2 separate regions of the Mus musculus genome follow, and region 1 is linked to region 2. A link is a contact called in public promoter capture Hi-C data. All regions are on one chromosome and are shown on one strand. Each heading gives the region's core, a stretch centred on a gene start, on an enhancer-like site or on the middle of the called end of the contact. The rest is flanking DNA. Distances are from core to core; before and after follow the strand shown. Region 1 overlaps Rasal2 (RAS protein activator like 2). Region 2 holds the start of 4930439D14Rik (a long non-coding RNA gene).

Evidence for each region. Promoter capture Hi-C pulls out the DNA fragments that hold promoters and counts their contacts.
Region 1: a contact with region 2 is called in a promoter capture Hi-C map of liver, with 2.7 times the contacts expected there. The contact joins the enhancer-like site here to the promoter of 4930439D14Rik in region 2. A contact is called at or near these places in 6 of 39 promoter capture datasets (the 3T3-L1 cell line, 3T3-L1-derived adipocytes, hippocampal neurons and 1 more), 14 of 484 Hi-C or Micro-C datasets (the F1.1 cell line, the STO cell line, brain and 8 more) and 5 of 115 datasets of contacts at active chromatin or transcription factors (bone marrow-derived dendritic cells, embryonic basal ganglia, forebrain and 2 more).

The regions. Positions count from the first base shown.
Region 1 is chr1:157,284,888-157,288,763 of GRCm38.p6, reverse strand. It overlaps Rasal2 (RAS protein activator like 2), which reads left to right. Exons shown (of 18, transcript NM_177644.5): 3 at 1,910-2,033. Among named protein-coding and RNA genes, the nearest start is that of Gm51654, 34 kb to the right of the region's middle. Within about 2 kb of position 2,018, at least 10 of the 459 cell types and tissues checked have an H3K27ac peak or open chromatin away from gene starts, as enhancers often do. A contact at or near this core is called in liver, where this site is marked.
Region 2 is chr1:156,936,012-156,940,421 of GRCm38.p6, reverse strand. It overlaps 4930439D14Rik (a long non-coding RNA gene), which reads right to left and starts at 1,628. Exons shown (of 2, transcript XR_003948625.1): 1 at 1,364-1,628; 2 at 227-1,295. Ralgps2 (Ral GEF with PH domain and SH3 binding motif 2) reads left to right here and starts at 796. Exons shown (of 19, transcript NM_001159967.1): 1 at 796-933.

The DNA.
Region 1 (3,876 bases), core at 769-3,268, 350 kb before region 2:
ACATACTTTACCAAACTAATACAATTTGTGATGAAAGTTAGAAAATACCGTTTGTAGGGCTGGAGAGATTGACTGCTCTTCCCAAGTCCTGAGTTCAATTTCCAAAAACCACATGGTACCTCACAACCATGTGTAATGGGATCCAATTTCTTCTTCTGGTGTGTCTGAAGAAAGCAACGATGTACTCACATATATTAAATAAATGTTTTTTAAAAAAGAAAATATCTTTGCCTGCTATTCCCAAATGTAGTATTACAATAGTCTATAGATTTGGTTTTTACAGTTTTACTTATCTATGATCAAATATAATTGAGAAATATTATGTGAGAAATACCAGAAATGAACAATTTTAATTTTTAAATTGTGTTCTTCACAGTATCTTTAAATGGTGTTCTTCTTAAGGTGCTTGTCCTTAAATATTCTTATTTTACTTTAGAATAACCAAAACATAGGAGAATAACCAAAGATACTGGAAGTCTCCTGTTCCAAAGAGAAGCTGAGGTGCTTCCATTTCATGAAAAGATAAAAATATGGGGCTGAAGAGATTGCTCAGCAGTTAAGAGCACTGACTGCTCTTCTAGAGGTCCTGAGTTCAATTCCCACTAATCACATGGTGGCTCACAACCATCTGTAATAGGATCTGATGCCCTCATCTGTTGTGTCTGAAGACAGCAACAGTATACTCACATATATAAAAGAAATAAATACATCTTAAAAAAAGAAAAGATAAAATATGATTAAGTACATTGAAACATGGCAGGTAATAGAGAAAAAGAGAAAATTCATTCTTGTAACTATTTGTTGTTCTGATTTATTAATGATTGTTGTTAATGTCTTACTGTGTGAAACAATAAAATTTATCATAGATATTTATAGAGGAAAACACAGTATATACAGGGCTGTACTAGCTATGCTTTCAGGCCTCAGCTGACTCACTAGGGCCTTGGCCTTCATCTCCCATAAATGTGAGAAAACTACTAAGCCCCACTCCCCAGAGACAAACCGTGACGCCATCAATTATTCTACAGAAATAACCTGCTGCATAGTTTTTAAGTTCATAGCTCTCATCCACGTAAGCAAATTCTCACTCAGTATGCTTCTGAAACCATAGCAGAAAACACTTCTTACTGTTAGAGAAAGCTACCCCTTTGGCATAAAACAGGCTGCTTTATTATTGTACCTGTGTGAATGTCTATATGTGCTTGCATTAGAAATACATTTTATGAACTATATTTAAGTATTTGATTCAACTGAATAAGAGTTGTATGGTCCTAAAATCTTTAATAAAATCAACTCCATTTTCAGAGAAATTTTGAAGCCTAAATTATGGTCACCTTTGATTCCAATATTTGCTCTTTTGAATATTGGATAAAATTAAAGTTTCTAAACCAATTTCTGATACAGAGAAGTGTCAGTGAATCAGCTGAAGCCTGAAAGCGTAGCTAGTATAAAGCCCTGTCTATTCTGTTTTCCCTATATATATCTAGATGTTTTATGTTGTAAGTTACATACAGTGAGACATTAACAACAATAGTTAATAAAACAGAACAACATGTAAAGTTACTGGGATTCCTTTTTTCTCTCTGTTTCTTTGCCTTTTATTTGTGTGGGTGTTTTATTTTGTTCTCTGAGCTTCCAGAGCAGGCTCGCACCCAGATAGGATTTGTACAGACTCCAGGTTAGCTAATTTACACACTTGCCTTTCCTGCTCCTTTAGTTTTCTTTCTAAACAACAGCTTCCTGCAATGGAGCTGGTAATCCCTTAACATCCTTTTTACTTCATTTCTACATTCCTCTCCTACTTTCAAATTTCATTTCACACTACTATCTTCATTAATTAAAAGTGTTAATCAGTAAGAAAGTACTTAGACATGTACATTATTTTGTTTTCTCTGTGTCTCTTGGCCAGATGCCTGTGGAAGGACAGGATCAACAGACAGATTCCACCAAAGGGCGCTGTCTGAGGAGAACTGTCAGTGTTCCTTCAGAGGGTCAGTTTCCGGAGTACCCACAGGAGGGCACCACTAAACTAGGTAAGCCAAAGAAAGGAAAGACGTCCCTACGTTTTATTGGATGACTAAAGCATTTGTCAATGTTACAGTAAAACAAAGTACTGTATGTTTCTCCTTAAACCATTGTATTCAAATCAATAGCCCATTAATCCAGTTCATCAGAGTTATAGCCAAGCATCAGCAATTATTATATGCTAATAAATTTATCTGTGTGCTACCCAGTAACATTGCTGTTTGGTGTAGGCAAGTTGAATGGCATATTTCTGTACTATTGCGCAGCACTGTTTTCAGAGCATTGGTAGTATTGTTTCAGGTACTGTGTGAGTGGCTGAGACACACACTTTTCGTAGCTACTGATGTTATTGTAGATGTCAGAGTAGGCTAATTTAACTTTGCATGGTCTATATAAATTATTTTCAGACCCATGGTTTGAGTAGATGACAGGGAAAATGTTAGCCGCTTCGTTTCAGATTGAGGATAGCTTAGTTATAGAATACTTGTTTAGCATGTGATCCCAATGCTCCCCAATCCCCACCACCCCCAAAACAGCTGGCTCTTCCCCATTTTATATCCTACGTATCATTTTATGTTTTGTTACTGTTTTGTAATATTTAAATAATTAAACTGGAATGATAAGGGAATACTCAATTTAAAGTAATCAAGTAATTTGAAAAATAGAACCTGCTTTGGGGTTTTATATTACATTATTATGTATTTAATGAACCATAAACATTTACTCATGGATACATGGTAGGTAAATAAAATCATTTGTTCTTTCTGTGGTGGTGGTCTGTCTATAATTTTGTGGTTTGTGCTGTGTTTTCTAATATAAACTTTTTTTGTTGTCTAAATGTATTTTGGAACTTACATGCTTTTTACGTCTAGTTCTCATATTGTCTTAAAAAACTTTCTACCAGTTAAAAATATTAGGCTAGCAAATATTTTCTCCCAAGTTTACTTTTTGGAGAAACCATATTCCAGTCATCGTGTTTACTTTGAGCCACGTTAGCATATGTTGAAGCTACTTTAGGTCCTCATAATATTGAAAACTTATTGGACTGTAAATGTTTATAGCCTGTTTTATTTTACATGCACTGATAGTTCATATATACAAACTGGCCAGGAGCTACCATCTTTCATTTCCTCTTTTTTTATTGTTTCTGCTATATTGAAAAGTGCTTAGGTTTTAAGGAAGTATAATGATCTGAAGAGTTATTACAGAGTTCAGGAAGCGACAAATGATGATGATATAGTGAACTGTTAAGTGTCTTTGGTAGTCCAGGTATTATTCCTAACGGCAAAATCATATGGTGGCTAGCAAAGGTACCTGATTGTGAGCCATTTTATGGCTTTTATTCTGAACATGTCTGGTAATTGTCCTGACAGATGAGACTTAGTGATAAATTTTCAGAGTGGTTTTCCTAAAATTAGCACAACAATTGACCCTCATTAATATGAAAGTGGTAAAGCTTATCTCTGAAGAGATTCTTCTCTTTCATGCCAGTTAAATCTTGAATTACATAGGCTGTTTCAGTTTTCTTTACTGGTGAGTTTTAGTTAGGCAAGTTACCTTCTGTTGGGCATTGCTTTGAATACTTATGTTTGTAACATGTGGTGCTATTTTAAGAATAAAAAAGAATATAGTAGGATTTTAATATTTTTTTAACTTAACAAGATAAAACAAATACATGTAGAAACAAAACTATAAGTATTTAAGATTAATAAATAAAGATTACTGATATTTGTCTATGCTGGCAAATAGTCATTGAAAAAATTAATATGCTTAGTAGAACATCATAAACAATAACTATCTGGGCTAGGAAAAAGAAATCTAATGTGATGTGCAAAACTTCTACACAGAAAA
Region 2 (4,410 bases), core at 379-2,878:
AAAAGGATCGCATCTATTCCCGAATGACCTAATGATTACACCAAGGTGGCTCACTGAAAACCTTCCACTAAGTCACACTGCATCAAATGGTGCTAAGTTTAAGTAGGCCACCTAGGTGCACCCCAAGAAACAACACCCTTCTATTCCCTTTCATTCACAGGAAAAATTTCACCTTTTAGAATCACGTTCCCGCAATGGCGTGAAAATACAGTCCACCTGAAACTCATCAATCCGGGACTAGGGGATCCCAAATATTGTTATTTGCTCCTTAAACCACCGGCAGCCACCCTGCTTAACACCTAGAGGCCGACCCAACACTTCCGGCATGATGATGTGCTAGAGTGCAGACTCCATCATTTAAGATCCCACGGCTGTGGGGTGACTCTTCACATTTGCAGTCCCCCTCCACTTGTCCGCCACGACTCCTAAGGACGCCGCCCTCACGGGCTGGGTATTTGATCTGGGGGCCAAGCGTTTCCAGACTTTTGTCCTCTGGCCCGAGCGGGGAGCAACGCCCGCGTCCCAGGCGCCAACGAGACCCGTGCGGGGAGCAGCCGCGGGGCCCCACCTGTCCGTCCTGAACCCTGCGGCTCGTCCTTGCGGCCGGTGCTGCGCCTGCGGCTGGGGCACGCGCCTCGGACACCGGTACGGGGCGGCAGTTGGCCTCGGGGGGCATAGCCCGGCGCCCGCAGACTGCGCCGAGACCCCGGCGACCCGGCGTTCCCGGCCGCGCGAGCGCGCTCGGTTGGTGCGCGCGCCGCTCCGCCCCGCCCGCCCGGCGCGCGCCCCCTGCGCGGCCGGGGTGGATCCAGCGCACTCCCCTCCCCCGAGCGCCGGCGGCAGGCGCTGAATGAGAGACGCCGACTGCTCGGTTGGGCGAGCGATTGCCTCGGAGCCGCGGGCGAAGCGGAGGCGACGGCCGCGGCTGCACAGGTCGGCGTGGCGTGCGGGCGTGTGGGGAGGCGCGGGCAATGGCGGCGGCGGCCGCGGTGCGCGGCGCGGGAGGGCGGGCTGCGGGTCGCTCGCGGTCCCGCGGTGGCGGAGGCCCCGGCGTCGCCTCAGCCTCTCAGGTGAGCCGGGGCCGGGCCCCGCCGCGCCAGCCACACCCCCTCTCGGCCGGGGCGCCTGCACCCCCGTCACCGAGCCGAGGCGGGTGACCTGTTGCGGGGCCGAACCGCCCGCGGAGCGCGGGGTGAGCGGCGCCGCGGCGGCGGAGGCCGCGTGCGGACACGGAGGGGGGTCCCGCACCGCCGCGCTAGCTGCCCGCAGCGCCTGGGATTCCTTTGCTGTGTGGGCTTAGGCGGGCTCGTAAACACCGGGCTCGGGGAGGCGATGGGGAGCTGACCTGGAAGGGAGCCCGGACCTGTGCGCTGCCGCCGCGGCTCCCCGCCCCCCTCGAAGCGCTTTTCCTGCCGCCGTGTGCGGTGTAGACGCAGGCGGGTTTCAGGGTGCGTGGGCGTGTTTGGGAAGAAGCTGCGAGCTGATAGGAGGTACCTTAGTGCGAATGTTAATTTGTTTGAGCTGGGAGGGGTGAGGGAGGAGGAAGAAAGGGGCCTGTTGGTGGCCGTGGAGGAGGGGCGTTTGCAACCCCAAATCCCTCTGCAGAAAGCGCTCTCCACCGAAAGCATCCAGCGTCTTTTGTTTAAGATCGGAGGATGAAAGCACGGGCGGCAGTTAATTGAGCCTTTCCTCGTAGGTGCTCTGCATCCCCTCCCCACCCCCACACCCCGTCTTAGTACGCTGAAGTAGCTATAGAGCTTTGTTTCGGTGTTGGTGTTTGTTTATGAGTTGACTTTGGCGTTGTTTATGTAATGTTTACCATCCGGTGTACTCGAGGTCGTGTGTCTTTGAAGATGACCATTCGAATTTTGTGGAACTTTTCATTCCTTGCATGAGAGAGTACCGCAGTGCCACAGTTCGTTAACTTGCAAACTGTAAAAGCCTGTCCCACCCAGATATGATTGTTCGGGCTGTAGCATCATAAATGTAGTAAGTGTAATACTGTTACTGCAGGAGTGGGATTTGTAACCAAACAGTATTATTTTAATAATAATAACCTCTACTGAATGTGTGTAGTCATGAAGCTTCAAAAATGTGGAAAATTGCTTGTCTTAGCCACATGTATATATTAAATGTGTCTATTAGAGTTCCCATGAATGGTTTAAGTATAGTTATTTGAGCTTAAATTCTGGCATAGTAATTTTAAAATAGTAAAACCCAGTCCATTCTATCTCACCATGCATTGATTTCAGGAATTTGACTTTTTCTGCAAATACTGTTCTCTATCTTTTATTCACCAGATTGCAGCAGAAGTTGAAAGATCTGCTTGTGTGTCAAGATCCTAGTATACTTTTTGATATTACAGTATCAGGGAGGATACACCCAAAAATTCTGAGAGAAAATAAAATTTAAAAGATAGCTATGAACCAGACATGTGTGAGTAATGAATGCAATTTGTGTGCATTTTAAAAACGAGCTTACAATTAAAATTGGGGCAGTGGTTGCCTTTGGTGAAAGATGGCTTTGTTGGTAATAATAATTTGATTGCAACTTGAAACTTTTTTTTTTTTTTTTTTTTTTTTGAGGCAGAGCCTCACTATGTAGCTCTAGCTGTCGGTGGAATTCACTACATAGACCAGGCTGGCTTCTAACTGGCTGAGATCTGCCTGACTCTGCCTATGAGGAGTTGGGATCAAAAGCTCCTTTTAAGCTCTTGTCCAGAGGGTCAATTCTTCTAAACACACAGAGTATCTCCGCGTCCCGCTGTGTCCTGATGGGTGTGGAGGGGATGCTGCAGCGCACAAACGCACACGTGCTGTGATGGAGATAAAGTCATCAGTGGGCAGCTCTGTTAGTGTAGAAGTGAAAACTCAGGATGCCTTTTGAGTTAGGATACTGCTTGCATTTTTCCTTCTGAGGATAGAAGGAACTGTTAGTGAATAAAAGCATCAAGACAGTTGTCTTAAACTGTGCTTGTGTTTATACACACTAGGTATCCGGCTTCCAAACATATCTAAATATTACTCTACCTGGAGTCAGAGGGTGTGTGGTTTATATGTGGCTAGACAATTAATCTGTTGGTTTATATACTTAAATGAAATGTGTGCTGATATTCTTGTCTTGGTATTTACTTGTTTGTAAGAGTCTTCAGGAGAAGTAAGCCGACATCCCCCCAGGGAAATGGCATTCTACCCGTCTGTTAAAGAAAAATCTTACTGGATTCCAAGGGGCTGATGAGAAGAGATTAGTTTATGCTCTGATTAATAATCATGGTGACATGCATTGGTGTAGATCTTTGTAGATTTCAGAGCTTTAAAAGTATTTACCCTACGCAGGCATTAGTCTCTCCACTTCAGAGTGGGAGGCCAGCTATCAGTAATCATACAGGGATCCCAGGCCTAGACTGTTGTTTCTAGAGTGTGATGTGCCCAGTCCCATCCTGTCCCCCCCCCCCCCCCACTCCCCCGGTCTCTGGAGTGGAGACTTTGGGAAAATGCACAGCTGGGGACTTAGTGTACTGCTAGCTTCCAGAAGTTTCTAAGGAGTTTTTAACCGCTAATCTATTATTTGAAATTGCCTTCCTTTTCTCTAAAGCTCTGCTTTCCTTTGATATGGAAAACGAACACATACAAGCTTTTGAGAATAAAATACATTAAAATGGATCCTGTGTTTTGAATATTAGCTTTTGTTTAATGTTTGCTTTTGAGATAGTTACTTTTGTCTGCACTTCACACTTTTTATAGTTATCTAGTATTCAATGAAAACATAATTCAGATAGCTTGAAATAGGTCCCGTGGAAAAAAGTGAGTTTATGGCATTACTCCTTAATTACTTCCTTAAGTGTGTTTTAAATTCCCATTAGTTCCTTGTTAATGAGAGAATGAAGATTGGATATGATAAAACTTCAGTATTTTTAAATTAATCTGTACTCTTTCATGCTTTATAGTTTTATTTTCTTTGGTTCTCAAGTTTTATTCACGACCTCATTCTAAATATTCCAGATGGGTTTTATTCATCAACCTCCTCTGCCCTCCTCCCTCTTCCTTCTCCCCTTTCCCTGCCCCCTCCTCCCTTCTTAGAAAAGTACCTCACACTTGAAACAATGTCCAGTTATTGGTCAGAGATTATGACCAGAGAGTAAAATAATTGACATTAAATGATATGACTACTTTGTTCTTCTTTTAAACGTTGCTACTTGAACTTATACAGTTAAAAGTTACCCTGTAAGACTTTTGGTAAAAGCTTTGGTCCCTTGCCTCATGTCTTCATGGTCTCCTTCCCAGGTCCTGCTTACAGAGCAGCAGTTCTTGGTACTCCGGCTGCTTCTTGCCGTACCTTGTGTCTGTCTTCTTTCTTCTGGCACAAGTGCATGGTTCTGCAGTTTTATTTTTCAACTTTAGATTTATATAT